Linked DNA regions of Mus musculus: region 2 is linked to region 1. A link is a contact called in public HiChIP or PLAC-seq data. All regions are on one chromosome and are shown on one strand. The core of a region is the stretch at or near the end of the contact, and the rest is flanking DNA. Distances in the headings are between cores, read along the strand shown.

The links. HiChIP or PLAC-seq counts read pairs in DNA pulled down with a chosen protein or histone mark.
Region 2: a contact with region 1 is called in an H3K4me3 HiChIP or PLAC-seq map of embryonic stem cells, with 24 read pairs. The contact joins two enhancer-like sites. A contact is called at or near these places in 2 of 484 Hi-C or Micro-C datasets (conventional dendritic cells and uterus), 3 of 115 datasets of contacts at active chromatin or transcription factors (embryonic stem cells, forebrain and neural tube) and 1 of 9 other capture datasets (pancreatic islet).

Annotation. Positions count from the first base shown.
Region 1 is chr7:29,037,287-29,041,887 of GRCm38.p6, reverse strand. Ryr1 (ryanodine receptor 1, skeletal muscle) reads left to right here. Exons shown (of 106, transcript NM_009109.2): 85 at 995-1,083; 86 at 1,179-1,307; 87 at 1,396-1,500; 88 at 3,460-3,541. Among named protein-coding and RNA genes, the nearest start is that of Gm38979, 10 kb to the right of the region's middle. Within about 2 kb of position 1,432, at least 117 of the 459 cell types and tissues checked have an H3K27ac peak or open chromatin away from gene starts, as enhancers often do. A contact at or near this core is called in embryonic stem cells, where this site is marked.
Region 2 is chr7:29,318,037-29,322,248 of GRCm38.p6, reverse strand. Sipa1l3 (signal-induced proliferation-associated 1 like 3) reads left to right here. Exons shown (of 23, transcript NM_001081028.1): 23 at 1-1,871. The coding sequence ends at 105. Among named protein-coding and RNA genes, the nearest start is that of Dpf1, 12 kb to the right of the region's middle. Within about 2 kb of position 2,093, at least 41 of the 459 cell types and tissues checked have an H3K27ac peak or open chromatin away from gene starts, as enhancers often do. A contact at or near this core is called in embryonic stem cells, where this site is marked.

The DNA.
Region 1 (4,601 bases), core at 183-2,682:
AACAATTGAAGCTGGGTGTGAGGGTAGCACAGTTGTAATTCTGGTAGGTGAGAGTCTGAGGTAAGAGGGTTTAAGGCTAGCCTGAGGCACTCTCCAGACTGTCTCAGAGAAACAGAAAGAGAAGCTGGTTAAACAGCTCAGTGGATAAAGGACTTGATGCCAGGTCTCGTGACCTGAACTCCTTCTCAGGACGCACTTGGTGGATGGAGAGAGCTGACTTCTAGCCTTATTAGCATCCAGCATGTATTAGCCCTCCCCTGCTTCACCTCAGGAATAAACAAATGAAAAAATTTACAGGATTCACTGTAGCCTTGAATGGCCTGGAACTTGCCCAATACACTAGGCTAGCTTCAGACTCACAAAGATCTACCTGACTGTCTTCCTAGTGCTGAAATTAATGACAGGGACTATCATACCCATACCTAAATAAATGAAAAAAAAATTTTTTTTCGTGTGTATGGGTATCGAGTATGTATGGGCCCTGTGTGCATGCAGTTCTCGAGGAGACCAGAAGAGGGCGTCAGATCACCGGGGACTGGAGTTACAGATGGTTGTGAGCCACTATATGGGTGCTGGAAATTGAACCCAGGACCTGTGCAGGAGCAGCCAATGCTCTTAACCACTGAGTCATCTCTCCAGGCCCATAAAGTAATCTTTTAAAATTTACAAAGAAAGAGAGAGAGGAGAGAGAGAGAGAGAGAGAGAGAGAGAGAGAGAGAGAGAGAGAGAATAGGAAAGAGAAGTGGGGGGCTGAATCCCCACTGCATTTGCTGCACGGAGAACCTCCGCAGTGTCTTTAGATAAATGTCAAATATCTAAGTGACCCTCCATCCCTGTGTGGCACACATACTTCATACTTCCAAAGGTAATTTCATGACTTCCGGCACACAGTAGGCATGAAATATGAACCCTGATCCTAACCCTAAATGAGCAGACACCATTGTCTCCCCAGACACAGGCGCTCACTGAATGAATACATGTTTCATTTCCTCAGATTTCCAAAACTACCTACGGACACAGACTGGGAACACGACCACCATCAATATCATTATCTGCACAGTGGACTACCTCCTGCGGCTGCAGGTGAGGAAGGGTGGCCCAGCCCCATGGGACCTGAGCCAGGGGCCCGAGGGACCTCGCATGGCTCCAGCATCCTTCATGCCCTCCCGGACCCACAGGAATCCATCAGTGACTTCTACTGGTATTACTCGGGCAAGGATGTCATCGAGGAACAGGGAAAGAGAAACTTCTCCAAAGCCATGTCGGTAGCTAAACAAGTGTTCAACAGCCTCACCGAGTACATCCAGGTAGGGTCCGCACTCGGGGACCTGCGGAGGCGGAGCTGCCGGCATCCAGCGCTCCTGCTGAGGCTTCAGGCCACCCTTTGTTCCCCAGGGACCCTGCACCGGAAACCAGCAGAGTCTGGCGCACAGTCGCCTCTGGGATGCCGTGGTGGGCTTCCTGCACGTGTTCGCGCACATGATGATGAAGCTGGCTCAGGTTTGAGTTCGTCTGAGAACAGCTCTTTCCCTCCAGCCATCCCCTAGAATCCCCTGATCGGCCCCTGTCCCACTGGTCGGTCCCCTAGTGCTCTGCGCATGCTCCAGACAGGTTCGCTCCCTATGGCCCAAACCCCTTCTGAATTGGTCGTCTGCATGCTTTTTCCTCTTTCCCACTAAACTGCTCATTTCCCACCTATACTTCCACCGGTTTGACTTTGGAGCCCATCCCTCCCGTCCAGAACTCTTCTAGGACAGGTTCATACCATTTTCCTTCTAATGAGGTCATCCCAGATTCTTCCAGCTCTGGGGAATAGGATGGGACTATGTTGCTAGGTTAGGACCTGGGGCTGAAGCGTTCCTTCTTTTACCCTGCCTGCGGCAGAAGACTCCCGTGCCAAGTACCCATGATGTAAGGATCCTGCTCCCAGAATACTTGCCTTGCTCCTCTACAGCTTCGTGAATGCCTCGCGCACACCTCATCCATTTTGTGCTTCTGCTTGGTCGCCTTAGTCAAAGCTTCCATGTACAGTTATGCGAGTTTGTGCTCCGCGGGCAACCACGTGGCGCTAGACACAACCTAACCATTGCAAATATATTGGTGCAGTACAATAACTGTCCGGCAGGTGGCAGACAAGTATTCCATATAATTTCCCACAAAGCAGTGTCTTAAGAAAGCAGAGACCTCCTAATTTGTCCAGAGTGCCATCTGACTATGAAAGGAATTGAACTGAAATTTTTCAGTTTCTCAGTACAGTTGGCCGTGTGATGTTGCTGTAAACTTTAAATATTGGTGGAAACACACTTTCAAGTATTATGATAATTCATCAGCCGTACTCCAGACACACGTGATAAGGGATATTCAATACAAGGAGCTGGAAGTGTGACTCAGTCGTAGAACACCTGCCTAGAATCATTTAGTTAGGGCCTGAGAAAAAATGGTGCTAGGCTTCTCTTCACCACACTAGCAGCTCCAGGCTGTGTGAAACAGGTCTTTCCTAAAAGTTTTAAATAAAAGATCCAAGATTCTCTAACTGCTATCTTGGGTCATGTGCTTGCCAGTGGTCTCAGCCCTAGGGAAGAAAGGTTGGCCAGACCCACTGATGTATTCATTCCTAGAGCCATGAGTTAGCCCCATGAGCTCTGAAAGAATTATAACTCACCCCCTCAACTGTGACATCTAAGACAGGCTCGTGGGAAGGCACAGAGCCCAGGCCCACTTAACCTAGAGATACTTGCTTCCTAGTTTGTTGAGGCCTTGGGTCAGAATACCAAACTTTGAAACCATGGGTTGCATTAGGGTCAGAATGAGCGGCTCACAGTGCAACCAGGTAGCACAGCTCATGTGTAAGTCATGAATGGCATGTGCATGTGACTCAGTATAGTACAGATGCCACCACGGGGGACTTTGACAGAGGTTTCTGTGAGCTCCCACATTGGACACTGCGGTCAGGCATGTACTATGTTCTTAGGCTCCCCCAAATGGCATACCAGAACTTGCACAGCTGTCCACCTCACCTGCAGCCTTTCCTCTTGCACCTCCTCACGGTCCCACCCACCCATCACAGTTAGCTCTGGCATGGCCAACCGCCCCATAGACCAGGCACCAGGCTGGAATGTTATCCTCCTAAGATTTGAGTCTCTGTCCACAGTATCTGTCCCTGTCTGTCTGTCTGTCTGTCTTGCTCCGTCCTGAATGTCTGCTCTCCAAGACTCACGGCTTCCTGATCTGCCAGCCTCATACCCCACACACATTTGCCCCTGGGTGCCAACCCCACCCCACAATCTTGTCTCTCTGCCCTTCCTCTGCTTTCCGAGGAACATGTTTGGACGCGGGTTCCCTCAGAGGTAAGAGAAAGGAGGAAGAGGACTTAGGCCCCACTGGATAGGTGAGGGAGCCGGAAACCAATGGAAGGCATGCTGCAGGGGGCAGCCTCTCACATCTCTGTATGCCCTACAGGACTCCAGCCAGATAGAGCTGCTGAAGGAGCTGCTGGACCTACAGAAGGACATGGTGGTGATGCTGCTGTCCCTCCTGGAAGGTGAGCACTGGAGGCGGGGTAGGGACCGGGGTGGGGTGCAGGCAAACCCAAGAATGGGGCTACCACTGAGCCCCATCTGACATTATGCTAGGGACAACGGTGATGAAGAGGTTGCCATGCAAGAGTCAACAGACATCTTCTGACTATATGAATGCTAATTTATTGATTCCACACAGACGTTGTAATAAGATGAGTTGCCTGAAGACTTTTATCTGTGAACTTAAGATTTATTAAATAAGCCGGCAGTGGTGGCGCACGCCTTTGATCCCAGAACCTGGTAGGCAGAGGCAGGCAGGTTTCTAAATTCAAGGCCAGCCTGGTCTACAGAGTGAGTTCCAGGACAGCCAGGGCTACACAGAGAAACCCTATCTCGAAAAACAAAACAAAATATTTATTAAATAAACCAATATAGTACATGGGTAGTGATTAAATATATCAGTTTTGCTGCATAACAAATAGCCACCAAATTTAGCAACTTAAAACAAAGCCTTTGATTTAAAATAATAATAATAATAATAATAATAATAATAGCCCGACTTACATGGTGAGTCCAGGTCAGCTTGCCCTAATGAAAAAACTCTCTCTCAAAGAAACAAAAACTAGAGCTGGAGCAGGCTGGAGAGTGAGATGGCTCAGTGGTTAAGAGCATTGACTGCTCTTCCAAAGGTCCTGAGTTCAATTCCCAGTATCCACATGGTGTCTCACAACCATCTGTAAGGAGATCTGATGCCTTTTGTGGCATGGAGGCATACAGGGAGATATAGCACTCATATATTCAAAAAAAAGCTAGAGCTGGAGAGATGGCTCAACAATTAAGAGCACTGGCTGCTTTCCCAGAGGATCTGGGTTCAGCTCGCAGCACCCACACGGCAGCCTGTAACTTCAGTTCCAAGATCCAGTGCCCTCTTCTGGCCTCTGAGAGCACTGCACATATGTAGCCTACAAACATATGTAAAAGCAAGCACCATACACATAAGATGATGATGGCGACGATGATGATGATGACAACGACGGGTACAATGGCACACAACTGTCATCTCAGTGCACAGAATGCTGAGAG
Region 2 (4,212 bases), core at 844-3,343, 280 kb before region 1:
AGCCTGCGGCAGAACAACCAGCGACTGCAGGAGGAGTCGCAGGCCGCCAGTGAACAGCTGCGCAAGTTCGCAGAGCTCTTCAGCAGGGAGAAGAAGGAGCTCTGAGTGCCCCTGGGTCACCCTAGACCGCCCTGGCTGGCAGGCAGTGGGCTTCTGGTTGCAGGGGTGACAGGTCATCCAGCCACAGCCCCGCACCCACTGCCCTGCAACCTTCCTTTAGGGACTCGGGGGACGCCAGGCACTAGTCTCAGGCCCCTCTCAGCTGCTCCCTGCCGCCTTGCAGGCCACAGGAGCGCCCATTCCTAGGACCCAGCTGCCTGGAGCTGTGTCGGTGGGAGGGGCCCAGGAGCCCCTGCATGAGAACTATGGAACGAAGTGAGCCCTTTCTTCCCCCACTCCCTGACAGTCCAGGGCTCCTCTATCCCCAGTGAACTGGCTCCAGGTAGCATGGACATCACCCTCCGAGTCCCCCTTCCACACAGCAGCCAGGAGCACTTTCATAGAGTTTAAATTATTTTCCTGGGGCCCCAGAATGGACAGGACCCATTAGCACCCAGATCCACTCCTTTGAGAAACCCCATTTGTACAGCTAGGACTGTTTATATGATCTTTTTTATCAGCTTCTCTCCAAGCAGCCGCAGGCCCCTCTGCCTTGGAGCTACTGATCTGGCCAGCCATGGGATCCTCCTCTAGGACAACTAGGCCATTGCCCCCTACGCCAGCGGCTTTGAGGAACCTGAGGACAGGGCTGAGGCAGAGCCTTCACCCCCTGTATGGTTGTCTTTCCTTTTACAAGTCTCCCTGGCCACACTCCATCCCCCAGTGGACACCAGCCACGCTCACTGTGCTCCCTGGGGAGCACTCACAGTGCAGCCCCCAGCCCCCAGAGATTCTCCAAAGGCAATAAGGGGCAGCTCAGTGGGGCACGCTGCTCACCCAGGAAACACAAATCCCCCTCCCCCTTTTTTTCCTTCTTTAAAAACAAACAGAAAAGAATATATATATATATATATATATTTATTTTTTCATGTAGAGTTGTGCCGGAACACGTTTGAATGGCCACAGTCTGTGGATTTCCCCAAACCCTGTGGGCTGGAGGTCAATGTGAGGACTCAGAGGGACGTGGGGGCAGCAGGCGGCACAGTTGGCAGCGTAGATTGGACCCAGAGCCATAACGAGATGGCCCAGCCCTCAGACCAGGACCCATCACTTCTCTTTGGGCCCACTACCACACACAACAGGCACTCTGCTCCCGATGGGCCAGGCTGAAGGGCAGGGCTTGAGGAAAGGGTATCCAGAGCTCCCTGTGACCTGCCTCTGACCCCCGGGGAACCCCTGGTTGTGAGGGAGCAGCCTGCCATGCCCTCCACTCACCATGGAATGATGGTGGCAAACCAGACCACCCAGTGTCCTGAACCCTGGCCAGCTACTGTGATGTCTGTCTCCTGATCACCTTTCTAAAGGGTTCTCCAGCCCCTCCCCCTTCCTCTCCTCTCAGAACCCAACCTGGAGCCTTCCCCCTTCCCCCCAACCCCCTCCCTTCATTTCTTTCTTTAATGTGTCTTCTCATATCTTCAGACCATTCGAATCATTTGGGGGACCTAATCATGTACATTGACAGTTGTAAATTTTAATTTTTGCTTTTGTTCTATTATTTTTGTAAGAATTCCTGCAAAAAAAAATTATTTAATTTGAGGTTGATACTCTGTGTAATGACTGGAGATAGCAGGCTTTTTTTTCCAGGTTGATTTATTCCATTTGGATTTTTGTTTTAATCATTCTTTATTGTCTTTTCCTCCCCCTCTTCCCATCCCTGTCTTGAGATTTCTGGCATGTTTCAGGAGGTTTCAAAGGAAATAAACGTTTCATAGAAATGGCTGGTGTGTTCTCCTGCAGCTGCCTGGAAGCCAGTGCTGGCTCCCTCCTCCTAAGCTCATATCACACTCCTGCTGCACAGCATACATTTACCAGCCAGCCGCTTTCCTAGGCACCTGACCATCAGGATGTAAAATGTGCTGAAGTTAAAACAAGCTAGGTCTGCAAGGCGAGCATGGTAACCCGAGCCCTTAATCCCAGCGCTCAGGAGGCAAGGTGGGAGGAGCTCTGTGTTCTAGGCCAGCTTGTTGGAAGTAAGTTCTAGGAGAGTTAGGGCTGCACTGTGAACCTGTCTTCAAAGGGAATGGGGGATGGGCCCCTTTCGCCAGGTGTGATGGTTCACACTTGTAATCCCAGCGCTCTGAGGCAGGAGGATCGCCGAGAGTTCAAGGCCAGTTGTGTTTGTACACATCGGGAATCTCAGAGGTGAACGGGTGTCAGGAGTGCAAGGTCTTCCTTAGCTACATAGCAAGTTTGAGGCCACCTTGTGCTGACTGCAAGATAAGTGGTAATGAAGCCCTTTTTAAAAAAAAGAAGAAGAAAAAAGAAAAACTTTTGGGCCAGAAGTGGCTTTGTGGTTAAGAGCACCGGCTGCTCTTCCAGAGGACCCCCAGGTCCTCACCGCTCACAGTTGCCTGACAGCACACCCAAGAGACCCAGTGCCCTCTTCTGGCATATTTAAAAAACAACAACAACAAAAGCCAGGCAAAGTTAAGATAGCATGCGCCTTTAACCCCAGCAGAGGGAGGTGGATCTGTGAGTTTGAGGCCATCCTGGTCTACATAGTTCGGGGGCAGCTAGGGCTACACAAAAGAAGTCTGTCTCAAAACAAAACCACGGGTGATTGCAGGTAAAGTAAGTACTTGCCATGCTGGTGGGATTTGTATGAAGCCTCCACCCGGCCCCAAACCACGCCCCTCTCCATCCCCCGCTTCATTTGTGTGCCCAGCCCCACCTACTCATCCCTCCACTGGGTCCCACCATGCCGTGGACCTCCCTCTGCCAACAGTGCAGGGAATGGATTGCAGTGGAGAGCTGCCCAGGGGTCCCTGGGGACCAGAGGTAAAGGAAGAGTCATCTAGCTAAAGGAAGTGTCTCGGACCTGAAGCCTCGGCCAAAACCAGGATTTCTATGGCCCTCCAGACAGGACAAGAGGGGGCGGCTTGAAGCTTGGGGTCCTGGGTCTGTGTCTCGCCGAACTGTGGACATCTGCGGGTGGGCGAGGCACCAGGCAAACTGACTTTGGACTCAGGAGTTCCAAGAAGATCCTGAAGACTCACCTCCTGTGGGAAGTCAGCCTCTCTGGACAGGACTGACCCCATCCCATCAGCGGTCGTTGTGTTCTTCAGGTCTGAGCTGAACTCTGATCCTCCTTCGCACCCTACCCGCACCCCCCACCGCCAAATATCTTCCGAAAGGTGTTTGCCTATATCCAGTGGAGAATCAGCCCTTGCAAGGGCTTCCAGCTACTTAGACATCCTCACTCGCCACCCTCCTCAGGGCCCCATCCAGCCCAGCCCTCCCCCCATCAACCTGGGCCAAGTGGGGGAGGGAACCCGGGAACAAACTGTTCTCACATCCTCTCCTGGCCTGGGAGACATACCACCATCTCCCAACACCCCACAATTCACACGCGCACCCGCACACGCACGCCAAGCCCTGAAGGCGCCTGCACTGCGCCCCGTAGTCCCTTCCCTTTCTTGCCCCAGTTTTTCATGCCCCTCCCCCACCTCTCCTCAGTCTGCCTATCTCTTTGGCCTCATCTGCCTGGCACTCTCCAGATTTCTGTTGTCTGTTCGCACCCCCACACCCCTTTCTAAAGAGAAGGCTCATGCTATAGCCCAGGATGACGTGTAACTAACTCCCCGTCCCTCCTGCCTCAGCCTCCAGTGTTGGAGTTCTGAGCCACATAGTGTGTTACCATCCTGGATGGCGGTCCCTTACATTCTTTATTGCCTTCCAACCAAAAGTCTCGCTCATTCCCGTGTCTTTTGTCTGGGGGCTTTGCCTGTCCCCTTATCTCATTTTCTCCCTCTGACTTTGTACATTTTCTGCTTGTCTCTCCAAACAGCTGTCCACTTCTCCCTCCCCTGGTCTTGCCAAAGCCTGGCTTTTTTTTTTTTTTTTTTTCCTTTTTCTTGTTTTAAACTATTATTTACTGGACTAGTCCTCCACCCCGTCCCTGGTCCCTGTCCTCTTCCCTCGGAATTCCTGGGACTCTCTCTTCATCTGTGTATCTCTCCAGCTTTGTCCTTTTTTTCCATTCAGTACATTTGTGGCCTCAGAACCATCTTCCTTCCTGACCATTGCCCTGGTTCTCCACCCCCACCCACCCCC